Linked DNA regions of Oryctolagus cuniculus: all the other regions are linked to region 1. Evidence: chromatin contacts called from public Hi-C and Micro-C data. All regions are on one chromosome and are shown on one strand. The core of a region is the stretch at or near the end of the contact, and the rest is flanking DNA. Distances in the headings are between cores, read along the strand shown. Region 1 holds the start of PMVK (phosphomevalonate kinase). Region 2 overlaps SHE (Src homology 2 domain containing E). Region 3 holds the start of UBE2Q1 (ubiquitin conjugating enzyme E2 Q1).

Region 1 (4,708 bases), core at 1,074-3,573:
GGGTACTGGCGCCGCAGGCGGAGGATTAGCCTAGTGAGCTGAGGTGCTGGCTGTAAATAAATCTTTAAAAAAAAAGAAATTATCTCTAGATTACTTATAATACTTAATACCAAATAAAGGCTATGTAAATACTTGTTACACTGTATGGTATAGAGAAAAATGAAAAAAATCTGTACATGTACATAGCATTCAATTATTTTGATGATTTTTATTTATTTATTTGAAAGTCAGAGTTAGAGAGAGGGAGAGACAGACACAGATCTCCCATCCACTAGTTCACTCCCCAGATGGCTGCAATAGCCAGGGCTGGGGCAGCCCAAAACCAGGAGCTGAGAGCTTCTTCCAGGTCTCCCACATGGGTGGCAGAGGTCTGAACACTTGGACCATTTTTGGCTGCTTTTCCCAGGCCATTAGCAGGTAGCTGGATTGGAACTGGAGCAGCTGGGACACAAACAAGCACCCGTATGGGATGCTGGCATTCCAGGCAGCAACTTTACCCATTATACCACAACACCAGCCCTGTAATGATTTTTGATTTGCAATTGGTGGAATGTGTGGTTGTGGAATCAGTGGGTCGGCTGTGTTAGTATTTGGGGAGGCAGTGAGGTAAAGCAGAAAGAACCCAGTCCTTGTAGTCAGAGCTGAATTGAATCCTAGATTTGCTACTCACTTTGTAACCCTGGCATGTTTTCATTTGTTAGTTTTGTTTTTGTTTTGTTATAAAGATTTATTTATTTCATTTGAAAAGCAGAGTTACAGAGAGAGGGGGAGAGACAGAGACAGAGAAAGATCTTTCATCCGCTGGTTCACTCCCCAAATGACCACAATGGCTGGGGCTGGGCCAGGCTGAAGCCAGGAGCCAGATGCTTCATCGGTCTCCCACGTGGGTGGAAGGGTCCCAGGGACCTGGGCCATCCTCCACTGCTTTCCCAGGCTCATCAGCAGGGAGCTGGATCAGAAGTGGAGCAGATAGGACTCCAACTGGTGCCCATATTGCAGGTGGCAGCTTAACTCACTGCACTACAGCACCAGTCTCCATTTGTTGTTTACCATTTCAGAGGCTGGCTTTCTTCATCTGTGAAGTGGAATTGTTAACAATACCACACTGCACCTAACAAAGAGGTAACATAATATATGCACAGAGGGGCTAGCGCTGTGGCGTAGCAGGTAAAGCCGCCGACTGCAGTGCCGGCATCCCATATAGGCACCAGTTCGAGTCCCAGCTGCTTCACTTCCGATCCAGCTCTCTGCTATGGCCTGGGAAAGCAGTAGAGGATGGCCCAAGTCCTTGGGCCCCTGCATCCGCGTGGGAGACCCAGAAGAAGCTCCTAGCTCCTGGCTTCAGATAGGTGCAGCTCCAGCTGTTGAAGCCAATTGGGGAGTGAACCATTGGATAGAAGACCTCTCTCTCTCTCTCTCTCTGCCTCTCCTTCTCTCTGTGTAACTCTTTCAAATAAATAAACATTTAAATATATATATATTTATATATACACACAACACCAGGCAAGTAATAAAGGCTCAATACACCCCAACTGTTAGGCGTCGTCCTGGACAAGGATCCTGCCCTGGGAATCAGACACACTTGGGAAGGGGTTGCAGGTGAATCCCCTACCTGAGCCTCAGTTTCCCCATCTGTGACAGTTATCCTGCAACAGTGCAGTGAGAATCAGGAACCCTACAGCGCATAGACAACGCCTTGCCAGTAACTGTCATTCGGGCTTCTTAAGGCAATTCGAAATCTACAGCTTAAGGGTTTTGGAAAGGTGGTCGCCTGCTTTTAGGGATGGGTGTGTAGACCACTGGCTGTCACAAAGGCAATCTTCCCCTCTCCCCCTTTCCCCAGTGATCTTCCTGCCCTGACCCGCAGGACCCCACCACCACCTCAGTTCCAAACACACCCCTCGTGTCACGTGATGTAGAGGGCTTCCCTTCCTCCTCCTCCTCCCCCAACCCACGGACACCTGCTCTGCAGAGCCTCGGTCACGAAGTCCTTCCCGGATTTCCTCTTCCCGCTGAACAGCAGCACCAGCCGAGGGGCGCCTCCCAGCGGGGCCATGGGGCCACCACTCTGGGATCCCTAAAGCCTACGCCTCCCCTACCTCCTAAGGTCGCCCCCCCGCCCCGGTGCGCGAAATGGACGCGACCACCAGGTTGAAGCTGCAGCCGAAGGGATTCCGCCCGCTCTCCTTCTTCATGGCTATGGAAAGGGCGGGCAGCCCGCAACTGTGCTTCTATGGGCTTTCACTCATGTCTAGACAAATATGGAGGGAAAGGACGAGAGAGACCCGGAGACAAATGTTCATTCCCACTACCGCCTTGCCCCGTAGAGCAGCTCCCCTGCCCGGACTCACGTGGAAGAGTCCAGCTCCGCCCAACGCCGTGCGTCACGGCCCCGCCCACCTCGCCCACTCCCGGGCGGACCGGACGCGACTACTTTCCTCCGAGAGGGGTTACACGTTAATATTTCCTGGGATGAACCTCACATTCCCTTACACACGGCCCTAAAAACATTATGGGAAAAATGACAGAGAGTAAAACGTCAAAGACGTTTTTCAAACTGCCTTCGTGTTTGTATATCTTAATGCCTGTGCCAAGGCAAATCCTCATTTTCCCCGCAGTGAAAATGGGTTGTTCTGGAGAGGTAGCGAGACGGTGACACCACCGGGCTAGGTCTGGTGACGTCACGCCGGGGGGGGGGTCGTGGGACGCACGCGGTTTCATTGTGGAACAGGTTTGATAACTGGAGGCGCTGCTGCAGTTTGGCGCTTTCAGCCCAGCGAGAAGCCCTTCTTCCGTCCAGGGGTTTTCGGAAGCCAGAGAGGGAGTGACAGCGATAGTGTAGGCGCTTGGAAGCCACCCCTGGACGAGATAACTTGAGTTTTCCCCCGGAGCCCAGCCAGGAGCTGGGGAGGCAGAATGAGAGGTGGGGATCCGCTCCTTCCCTGAGTCCCCAGTTCTGCCTCTGCTCCAGTTGAGCAAACGGAGCTGTGCTCAGTTTAGCTGTGACTCGCGGGCCTGGCCTCCTCACTGCCCCCACCGTACCAGCTAGGAAGTCCTGTAAGGAGAGGTGGAGCGTGGAGGCCTCTGTGGGGAGAAGGCAGTCATTCCGTGATAGCGCAGAGAGCGGCAGCAGGCCTTTCGAGGATTGCAAGCGACTCAGAAAGCACAGCCCTCTTCAGAGCACTCAGAAGGCAGCGCAGAGGGCAGAGAGCTTGTGTCCCGGCCCTGATGCTTCTTAAGGACGTGGCCTTGAGCAGGCCACTCTGAGTTCACCCTGATAATGGCCCATCTTGCAGGGTTGCGTAGGAAGAGAGGAAAATATGTGATGACATACCCTTAGATGCCTTGAAGTCCCGCAGTGTCATCCAGTCCTAATAGACTGCTTTGGACTTGGCGCTTTGTGGTTTCACAGGTGGTAATGCCACAGGGGGTTTGTCTTCCACGCCTGTTTGGGACGCCACTGAAAGGCGAGCCCTCAGCTCTGCCAGCAGAGGCTGAAAGGAAAGGGTTTGCTCCACTCTCGCTTTCCTGCTGACTTGAGTCAGAACTTGCTCCCAGGGTCTCTTCCCTGTGGGGTCCAGACCCCCCACCCTGGAAGCAAGACCCCTGGAAATCCAGGCAGTGATCTGAAAGCTAGCCTCTGCTCGGACACTTCCTCCCTGCCACCGGCCTCAGCTCAGCCCCATTGGCCCCACTGCCCTGCGCAACAGGGGCTTTTGGCCCCTCCTCGCTCTGTGCCTTGTGGCTAAGTGCAGATGTGGAGTCTGCCTCCCTCCCTCCGTTCCTCCTGCCTCTTGGGAGCTCTGGCTCCTGGAAGACTCCCAGGCTGGACCACCCCCTTCCCCTCTGCTGCACTCCCAATCCTGGTGTCTCATTCTGCTTGACCGAGACTTGGCCCCTGGCCCCCAGCCCCCTTCCCGCTCAGTTGCTGTCATCGTCCTCAGTGACTTCACTATGTTGGGGGCCAGGCCTTCGCCTCCCTGCTGCCCGATTCCTTGGCCTGCACTGTTCGCAGCCTTTCCCTCCTCTCCTCATGCATCTCCCATGGACACACCCTGGGCCTTGTCATCCCCAGAAGCCGCTCAACCGACAAATTCATGTACTCACCCCCCAACCCTTCCTGGCCACTTGCTCAAATACTCCCCCAAACAGTGCTTCCCTCCCAAGTCCACCACCAACCCCTGAAACTCGTTATTAGTATGTGACTCCCACTCTGCCATCCACAACCAAGGGGAGCGTGGAACGGCACTGTGCAGACAGCAGGGAAGCTGCTGAGGGCTGTGCCCCTGTGAGGCGCTCTTAGAAGGCTGGAGGCTGATTGATGGCAAGGCAGGAAAGCTGGGGCGGGGTGGGTGGGCATAGGACAGGGCCAGAGAGATAAACTGGGGCAGTAGTGGCCTGAGGCCTTGGGGACTCAGCCTGGGAGCCCAGGGTATCTGACCCCACTGCCTCATGGTGATTCAGGAAGATGATGTAGGAGGAAACTGGGGCTGGCCCAGGACAACAGAGAGGGCCCCAGAACTCAGGAACACAGTTCCTGGCCATGGAAGGGGCTGGCCACTAGAAGAGAGTTTCCAGGCCTCTTCAAAGGAAGCTTGCTCACGATATGAACGCACTCAGAGACAGCTTGCACCTGCAGGGGCCCCAGCTCTTCCAGCTCTGCAGAGCCCAGAAGACAGGACAGCTGGGCTTTGTCGGTGCCCCCTCA
Region 2 (4,708 bases), core at 591-3,090, 420 kb before region 1:
CGGCTGCAATGGACAGCTGCAGCTGTGGCCACAGAAAGCAGTGTTTCCTGGGGCGGCGTCTCCATCCTGGATGAAGCAACACCACGCTAGTTAGTTCGCTGGGAATATCATTTATTTAGGGGTACACTTCAGAATAAGCCACCTTCAGAGGGCAACGCGGGCCACAGTGGCTACTGCGATGCATCCAGGCATTTCATGGGCTAATTCTGATACAATATAAATTACCAAGGCGCTACAGATGGGCACCTGTACTACACACATTCTTCAACTGCTTTTTAAAAGGTAAGGTTAGTTGGTATTTAAAATGTTCAAGTCCTCTGACAAAGTATCTCAACGGTTAAGAATCTGACAAAGAAACGCCCCCACTCGGTTTTCATTGCCAGCAAATTCACTGAAATACAACTTGAGCTTCTAAACCGCACGGCTCCGCCGCAGCCCGGGGCCCTCGGGATGACGGTGTCTCAGGGCCCCATCCTGATAGATGATGCAGGAGAGGATGCGCTGCAAGATGGCAATCGCTTGTACCCCCTGTGGTGGACGTGTCAGAAACCCTTTAGAAACCCTACCCGGAAAGGTACGGCTGTTTCCCCGACTGCACTTCTTGCTCTCTCCATTAGATGGCAGCAACACACCATCTTTGTAGGCAGGGGCGGTCCGAAGGGGCCGGGCCAAGGCCCACTGCCCACCCACTTACTTTTCTGGGTCCACATTAGTACGGTGTAGAATTTGGAAGACAAGAACCAAGAATATTGACTCTAAAGATCTAACGAGACCCACGAGTGCCGGTTGTGGAAAATCAGAAAGGGACAACTCAGAAAGGGAGCCATCACTGAAGGCTCCACCCCAGAACCAGGCAGAGAAGTGACACGCAATCCAGACTGCCCCGGACCGCCAGGGAGGACAGGGCATTAACCTCCCACGGAAAAGGGTGTTTCACAGAACGGAAAGCTCGTCCGTGTTAAACATCAGCTGTATCCAATGACGACAGTCAATGACAGAGCAGTGACATCGTTAAACAATCCAAGGAACAATTACAGGCTCTTTTGCACCTGCCCAGGCACTGGGCTGTCCCCTCCCCCGCCATCCTGGGCACAGGCCGCTGAGTGAACAGTCAGCACAGGACCGTGGCTCCAAGGCGCAGGACCCAGGCTCACTTTACAGATGCTGTGGCGTAACGTAATGGGTTAAGCATCCCATACAGGGTGTTGGCTGTGTCCTGGCTGCTCCACTTCTGACCCAGCTCCCTGTTCACAAGCCTGAGAAGGCAGTGGAAGAGGGCCCAAGGACTTGGGCTCCTGCACCCAAACGGAAGAACTGGATGAAGCTCCTGGCTCCCGCCCAGCCCACTTCTGGCATTGCAGCCATCTGGGGAGTGAACCAGCGGAATGAAGATCTCCATCTCTCTCTGTAACTCTGATTTTCTCGAATGGATACATCTTTTTTTAAAAAGCACTTTGCCTATGCCCCTAGGGAGTGCAGACAGGGCAGCACTTACCATTTTGCATTCCTATGTTGCAGACACACAACTCCAGTGGCTGAAATTCATGCCGATAAAAGCAGGTTTGGCACCAGAGTTGCGAGACGCGTCTCGTGTATCCCAACAGACTCGGGGTAACCAGCGGAGCAAACGTACCCGCGGCTCAGGGCAGGCCATTTGTGTTTTAAAGGAGGGTGATAAGGGAGAAAGAACACAGGCAGGGCCCATGTTCATTCACAGACATTACTCTTGCCAGGAAAGATTTTGGGAGACAATGTGAGCTTAGAACGAAGGCTACGGGGAGAGTATCCCCATCTAGACAAACAGAAAAGGCCAGGCACTCAGAGCAGGGGCAGCTCAGGGCTGTGGGTCAGCCGGAGGCTTAGCAAGGAAGCCATCGGGACCCCTGCTGGGCAGAACTCCTCTTGGAACACATGGTGCTTTGTGCCACCACCCAGCTGGGAACCCCTGGTTTTGTCGGCCTGTGTCACAACCTCAAGGAGAAAACAGCAGCCCGCCACCGCCCCCCGCCTTCCCCTAATCTGCCACACTTCCTATGACCTCCAGGACAGCTGTGGAGCACCCGGGCTACACATGAGCCCCACATCCCTTCCGCCTTTCCCCGCGTACGGAAAACAGACGCGCGTCACAGACCAGAAGAGGAAGCAGAGCCGTGGGCACGGGACAGAAGCTCAGTAACTCACGCTCAGGCTGCCTGCGGAACGGGATTTCATTACACATTCATCAGAATCGCTGGGCGTGGGCCAACGATCATTCAGTGCACAAAGAGAAGTCTAACAACGCTTTCAGCATTTATTAAAATGAGGATAACTGCTTATATTTTCTTTGAAGAATAAGGTTAAGCAAAAAAAAATAAGGTTTCATTTTTGGAAGGTTAAAACAAGTTTAACACAGGAATGATTTGTATATAGAACAGAATAAATATGTGTTGGATGGACTGAAACTCTCGCTACGGAAAATTCAAAGAACACCTCGCACAGTACACAAACCAAGGCTTGTTTAAAACATTCTAACGGTACTTAAACACAGAACGTTCTGTATCAAATTTTTAAAAATCAAAGATCACACAACCCTGTGGCTAAGATCTTAACAGAAAAGCAACAATTTACTAACGTCTAAGTGGTAACAAACAATAGTAGCTAGAAACATACATTTTCCTAAAATTGACCAAGCCAACCTTTCTGTGTGTATTTAAAAGCAGCTTATGGAAGTAAACTTTCCTCGGGTGACAGCACGTTGCCACCTGGACCAACCCCACGCACACACACCCCTGCCTGTTGTAACGACGGCGCTGCTCAGCCGTCCCGCCATGCCTGTATTTCACAGTAGGTGACTGGGGATGGCAGGCCTGTGACAAGCCATCAAGATGCCAGTACTCCGGACCAACGCAACACCTTAAGTGGCTACAGCTGGAGAAGCCTTCGGCCTCCCAGGTTCTCCTGGGCGGTGCAGACCAGGCTGGCGTGCACGGCAGCAAGCAATCCCGGTTGCACTGCAGACCCAGGGTCTACAATCAGGTCCCAGAGCTGCACTTGTCTTTAAATTTACTAAAAATACAAAGCAAATCTAAATTTAGAGCAATTTTAAATGATTGCATAGCAACTAAAATGCACAAAGGCAACAGATATCAGAATTTCTATATAATCATCCAATAAGGAAATAGCGGTTGAGCTTTATAAATTTTCAGGATTTTAAAAAATCAGAAACGGAACCTTGGGGGAGCATTTTATTTTATGATTTGTTATTACCATCATGAAGCCAGCTCTTCACAGTACACCGGTGACTGCTAACTCTGCGGCGTCTTCCTTCGTCTTCCCGCTTCCGTCGGTGACCTGCTGAAAGCCTGCCGAGGACAGCTGAGACCAGGGACACCACTTCCTTAGAGAGGCTCACGGAAAAGGAGCGCATTCTCACGAGCTCCAGAGCTGAGCTGGGACGCGTGGGGACAAAGGACTCCCTGCCCAACGCTGGCCCCACGGCACGCAGCAGCCACGTGGATGCCCTGCGGCTTTGCTTAGGCACCAGGCATCCCAGGCAGCCACCGGCCTGCGCGCTGCTGGAGGACTTGGATGCTCCTGAACTCTCTGCTTGCCTTTCCCGGGGGCCACAGCCCAAACAGCATGCCCCGCTCTGCAGGCGGAGGCGGCAGGGAGAAGAGGGGCAGGTAAGGAACCGAGTGCGTGGAATGGACTCACAGTCCAAGCCTCTCCCACAGGTGCATGGGGCCTCCCAGCCCCGCCCTGTCCCCGGATGAGCGGGTTGGGGCTCACGGCGGCCCAGTCTTAGTGCAGCTTGTTGTGCACGGGGTGGAGCAAGGTCATGTGCTCGGCGCCTTTGAAGGGCAGCTTCTCGGAGGAGTAGTAGCGCACGAGCTCCGGGATGCTGCCGAACACGGCGCTGGTCTGATCCAGGGTGAATCTGTTCTCCTTGGTCTGGGCCACGATGATGTGCACGCAGCCTTGACTGGTCCTGGGGCCAAGCACACATCAGGCAGGGCACATGAGTGAGCGAGCCCGGGAGCTCCCCACCAGCCCCCGCCACGATGCTGGCCAGATTCCTGGGGGGCCCAGGGGTCTCCTCCCCTCTGGGAGTGGACTGCACAGAGACTTGCTGCTCACAAGTCGGGCAGCCCAATCGCGCGCGTCCTGACTGCCCCGAGCCATCAGGTACGGCGCCACAAGGATGACGGGGAAATGCCAACTCCCGCCTAGCCCTCAAGTTACAGAACCTGTGCTTACACCGACATGGGGCGGCACAGGCGAGGCGTCAGCCGTCCACTCTCTCACCACGGCCAGAAAGACGGGTGAGGTTTCTTTCTCCTTGTGTCCAGAAAACAACCCATGAATGCCGCCACTACTACTGCTGCTGCTGCTACTGCTACTGCTACTACTACTACTACTGGTGGTAGTAGCAGTGGTGATAACAATTAAAACTGCTTCCTCCTCCACTTCCCGGGCAGAAAGACTTTGCCCACTTGTGTGTAATGATGGCTGGCACCGCAGGCTCCCAGATCTGAGCGCCGGCGCCGACGTCAGGCTGCCGGGCCGGCCCGCTCGCTCGCCGACAGTCAGGCTGCCGGGCCGGCCCGCTCGCTCGCGGTGCTCGGCGCCCTCCCCGCCCCCAGCGGCCCTGCAGCCTGATTGTCTCAGCGGCAGGGGCTCAGCTTCCTCAGGAAGGAAACGCCGTCAGGGCTCCTGACAATGATCCTCC
Region 3 (4,708 bases), core at 1,504-4,003, 360 kb before region 1:
TGAGTCCCGGGGCTGGAGCAGGTATCTTCCTGTGGCTTCCGTAAGCCAACTCCCCTAAGAAGCCTGCCCCCAAAATGTTCAGGCTGCTCTTCCGCCCACTTCCTAACGCCAGCCCCCTTCCACAGGGTGCCTTTGAGACACGGGCCCCACCCCAGGGCCCCTCACCAGAGTATTCCCTTTCTTTATGTCCACCAGCCTCTCCAGGACAGCAGCCAAGTTAGGGTCATCAGATTCCACCGACCAGATAGGGGGCACAGCAGGGTACGACTCCTGGGGGGGAGGGGGGAAGAGCAGAATGGTCAACACGGCGACTGCGGGAAAGGCCAGCTTCCGCCTGCCCTCTGTCCCCCAAGGCCTCTAGTGCCACTGCTTCCTCACCTCCACTCAGCGTGGCAGGTCAGCGGCTCCCCCAGTGGCTTCCCAACCACAGCCCCCAGCAGGACCCATCCACGAAGACACCTGAAACCTCTGCTCCTTCCTCTGGAGCGGGAGGACCCGCCCCGGCCCTTCCGCCTCTCCGCTCCACGAGCACGCAGGCAGGGCTCCCTGCACCACGGTCACACCGGCGTGAACAGAGCGAAGACCACACTACAGAGGAAGCTGGGAACTAGATCTGGTCTGCAGAACCCAGGAGTAAAAAGGCGCCAGGAGCCATCGCCCCCCCCACCCCCCAACAGAGCCGCCTCAAAGACCGCGTCCCCCCTGCCTTGGGAACCTGCCACCTTCTCAGTCCAGCCGGGGGCTGTGGGGCTCCACATGGCGGCCTGCGAGAAAGAGGCCTACGCCGCTGACATTCCCAGCATTCCTGAGCCACTGTGCCAAATGCAGCCTCACCAGACTCCCCTTCTGCCCGAACCAAGGGGGCCAGTTCGGGCCAAGTCTCCTTAATGGGAACTGCAGGGAGTCTGGCTGGTGACCCCCTACACGAACTTCCTGCCAGGCAGAGTAGCCGGTCGCCAAAGGGCTGCTGGATGGGTAGACCTTGAGGAAGTAGACACTTACTCCAAGTACAAAGTTAAAGCTGGAGGTTCCCACACAGGCCAAGGAAGCCTCCAGCATCCTTAACGCTGGAAGGAAAGTCATTATGGAAGACTCCAAGTTCACCTAAGCAAACCTCAGTCTTTCAACGGTAACTCTTGGGTGGGAGGAAGAAGAGAGAAACGGAAGGCAAGCATGAGTTTTGGTGGGGCACCTCGCAACCTGAGCCAGGCTTGCCTCGCTCAACCTTGACCCGGTCGGACTGAGGATACAGAAGCGTTTAAGGGGCACGTAGGCCCCAAGCACTACAGAAGTCTCCAGTGTGTCTATCCACAGTCTGCTGAGTGGGTACCATCCCCCAGCTCCCCAGCCACTGCTCTGGGCTTGGAGACCATCAGAGCAGGTGACACCAGCCGCTCGCCGCAGGTGCTGTGCCATGTGGAACCACACACTCCCCACACATCAGACACCACCCCTGCTCCTCCAGGTCTGGGGGCAAGGGGACAGGAGACATGGAGGCCTAGTAGGGAATGATGCTCACGAGGGAGAAACACCACTTGTCACTGCTAGGAATAGATGGGGGAGACCCCAGCTCACTGGATCACACGGGCACCAGGCAAAGCAACAACCTAGGGCTCCTGGCCACCTCCACAGGGAACTGGGAGGTGAGTGGCAGCCCTGCGGCCAGCCGGGGCGACAAGAGGAGAGTTAGAGGTTACACCACAATAAAAGGGAATCCAAAGGGGAGAAGGAGCTAGCGCCCAGCACACTCACTGGGTGAAATTCTGAGAGCAAAGAGGGGCTGCCTAACGGACGCCTGCGCAGGGCTCCCACAGGTGGCACCGACCTAAGTCAAGGGAACTATTGCCAAAGGGCAGCACTGAAACACACTGACTTCCAGACCAGGGCCTTCCAGCTGCGGCCAGGGCGCGGGTCTGGAAGCTTGACACAGGAGTCGCGGGAGAAAGGGGCATTCGTTGGTGGCAAGGTAAAGTTGTGGACAAGTGGCCAAAGGAGCCACCATCACGAGGCTTGGGTACGAGTGGGTTCGTGGAAAGGGGCAGTCTAGGTGCCATATGTCGGGGTGACCCTTGCTATCCGGGGTCAACGGAAGAGATGCTAAGTGCACAGCAGACCCTCAAGCGGGAAAACCAAGTGTGACCTGGAGAGGAGGACCCAAGCGCCTCGCGGGGCTTCGGCCTGAGCGCCCTCCGAGGGCAAGGAGCTGTACGTGGTGATCCCGAGTGCCTGCCGAGGGGCCCCCAGAGAGGCGCACGCGACAGGATCCTCACCGTGATGTTGCAGTGGATGCGGACGGGATCCCCAGGCACTGACCCCCGGGAGGGGAGGTGCGGTCCGGGCGCGGCCGCGGCCCCGGCCCCTCCGGCCCCGGCCAGCAGGAACTCGCAGCTCAGCTCGTCCAGGCAGGCGCTGGCAATGCGGAAGCGCTCGTGGCCGCGGTGAAAGATGGACTCGAGCAGCTTCAGCTCCCGCCTCAGGCAGGGCCCCGGCCCCGGCCCCCCTCCCGGGCCGCCCCCGGCCCCCGGCGCCGCCCCCTGGCCCCCCAGCTGCTGCCCCGGCCCCGGCTGCTGCTGCCCCTGCGGCTGCGGCTGCTGCATCCTCCGCTCCGCTCCGCTCCGGGGCCGGCGGGCCGGGAGCCTCCGGCCTCCGCTCCGGGCTCCGCCGCCGCCGCCGCCGCCGCCGCCGCCGCCGCGGTCCGCACTTCCTGATCCCCCCTTCGCCAAGATGGCGCCGCCGCCACCTCCGGGACAGGGCCCCCCCCCCTCCGCTCGCTGGGCGGCCCCCCCCCGGCCGCCGGAAGCCGCGCGCCCCTCCTCCCCTCCGCGGCGGCCCCGCCTCCGGCCCCCGTCACGTGACCTCCCTGCGCCGGCCTCCTCCACGTGATCGCCCCGACTTTCCCGCCCCCTCGTTCTCGTCAGCCACCCTGCACATGTGACGCGGAGCTTCGGGCTCGCCGCTTCCAGCGACCCCGTGCGTGCTTACGTATGCCGTGCGTGCCTGCACGCGGCGGCCCTTCGCCGGCGCTCCCCTCTCACGTGACCCGGCGCCGCGTGCTCCCAGGGGCTACCCGCGCGGGACCCTGTTTCCTGCGCTGGGCCCCTCTTCCTCCGCCCCGAGCCGAGGCGCGCGTGCCGGGCGTTCGGGTGGCAGAGAAGAAAGACGTGCGGGGCTAGCGTGGGCAGCATGTTCGTCTTGCGCAGCCACGCCGGTTTTCCACGCAGCGTCCCGAGCTTCGGCCCCACGGCCTGCCCTCTCCAGCCCGAGGGGCGTGTGGTCAGGGAAGCAGCCAGGGACTGGGGTCCGGGGGACTTGGAGTTTGGCACCAGTCCTGTCGCTGATGGGCTGCGTGACCGTGGGTTAGCCGCCTTCCTGCCGAGCCTGTTGCCTCAGCTAAACAGTGGCGGCTCTGATGCGGGTCACGCCCGCGTTGGCCACTCGCAGGGGGTCGCTGCGAGGAGACTGCGAGGGGCAGACAGTAGCTGACCTTTTGAGCTTTTCAGACCCCCACGGGTCTGGACGAGTGTGGTGAGGGGGCTTCCTCTAAGATGGACGGAAGGAGCTCATCGCTAGTCTAAACTCGTTAATCCAGCGGTTACAGGGAGGCGCAGGCCCGGGCAGCCCCCATTTCTCCACCCAAGCCTAAGTGGCTGAAACCTTGCAGTGGGTCAGCGGACCTGGCAGCCGCCGGGAGTAGGCGGCAGTGTCCGCGAGCGCTCGCTAGGTGGCGGTATCACAAAGGACAAAGCTGGCCGAGGTTCCAGAAATTCGGATCTGGTGTCTGCCAAGGGCAGGTGTGTGAGCCTGCCGTGGGGCCTGCTGAATTCTGGTCCAACTCAGCCAGTCATCCCCTTCCCCTTCCCCTTCCCCTTCCCCTTCCCCTTCCCCTTCCCCTTCCCCCTGGGCTTAGCCTTTTTTGGATGCTGACTGCACGTTTGGGGCATCCGCAGAAGGGCCCCCTTTGGCCCTATTGGGCCCTGGGTATTTGAAAGTGACTGCGGTAGCGTTCCTGGTCCTTCTGGGGCCGTATACCCCGTTTGCATGTCAGCTTTTTACCTGTGTGTGCGAGCTGGTAGCATAAAGCCTATGGTAAGGATTCTCACTTACTGGGCACTTCCTGAGCCAAGGCATTCTGCAACTATGTCTAAAATTCCCAACACCATTGCAGAGTAAGCATTTTTATCGCTGCTTTACAAGTGGGGAAAAGGAGTGACTGCCCGCGGATATGTAGCTTGTAAACGGAGATCCTGGGCACGGCTCCGAAGTGCACGCCCTGTTACCCCTCTCTCTTGCCTGTGCCTGTCTCAGGAGGTGTTCACGTGTCGCTGGACTCCAGTCCTTCCCCAAGAAGCCCCCAAATGCAGCCACTTGGAAGAGCTCGAATTCTACATTTTATAAGGGATCTAGTTAGAGAACAACGTGATGAGACAGGCGCACAGTGTGCAGATGTCTCCTGGAGTCACTTGATTGCAGCTGTGGGGGTGCGAGGGGGGGTGTGGGAAGGCGGCGCTGAGCTCCGAAGAGTGAAGTGGAACCCTCTGCGGGAGGGGGAAGGGCTGATGCTGACCCAGGGCTAAGGGGTGGCAGAGACGGGCTTGGGGTAGGACCTGGAGGGTCGGAGGAATGGAGAGATGCCTCTGCCTGGAGTAAAAGGGCCCTGGGATACCGGGAAGCAGATTTAAAGCCATGCTTAGAAATTTGGGCTTTATGT

What was found. A called contact is a pair of places that touch in the nucleus more often than the background predicts.
Region 2: a contact with region 1 is called in a Hi-C map of an unstated tissue, with 5 times the contacts expected there. The contact joins the enhancer-like site here to the promoter of PMVK in region 1. A contact is called at or near these places in 2 of 6 Hi-C or Micro-C datasets (ear pinna and an unstated tissue).
Region 3: a contact with region 1 is called in a Micro-C map of ear pinna, with 5 times the contacts expected there. The contact joins the promoter of UBE2Q1 here to the promoter of PMVK in region 1. A contact is called at or near these places in 3 of 6 Hi-C or Micro-C datasets (ear pinna, embryonic fibroblasts and an unstated tissue).

What each region holds. Positions count from the first base shown.
Region 1 is chr7:43,570,510-43,575,217 of mOryCun1.1, reverse strand. PMVK (phosphomevalonate kinase) reads right to left here and starts at 2,323. Exons shown (of 5, transcript XM_002715454.5): 1 at 1,962-2,323. The coding sequence starts at 2,056.
Region 2 is chr7:43,988,058-43,992,765 of mOryCun1.1, reverse strand. SHE (Src homology 2 domain containing E) reads right to left here. Exons shown (of 6, transcript XM_002715456.5): 6 at 2,271-3,967. The coding sequence ends at 3,781. Among named protein-coding and RNA genes, the nearest start is that of SHE, 20 kb to the right of the region's middle. Within about 2 kb of position 1,840, at least 2 of the 8 cell types and tissues checked have an H3K27ac peak or open chromatin away from gene starts, as enhancers often do.
Region 3 is chr7:43,929,155-43,933,862 of mOryCun1.1, reverse strand. UBE2Q1 (ubiquitin conjugating enzyme E2 Q1) reads right to left here and starts at 2,753. Exons shown (of 13, transcript XM_051858638.2): 1 at 2,271-2,753; 2 at 166-270. The coding sequence starts at 2,597.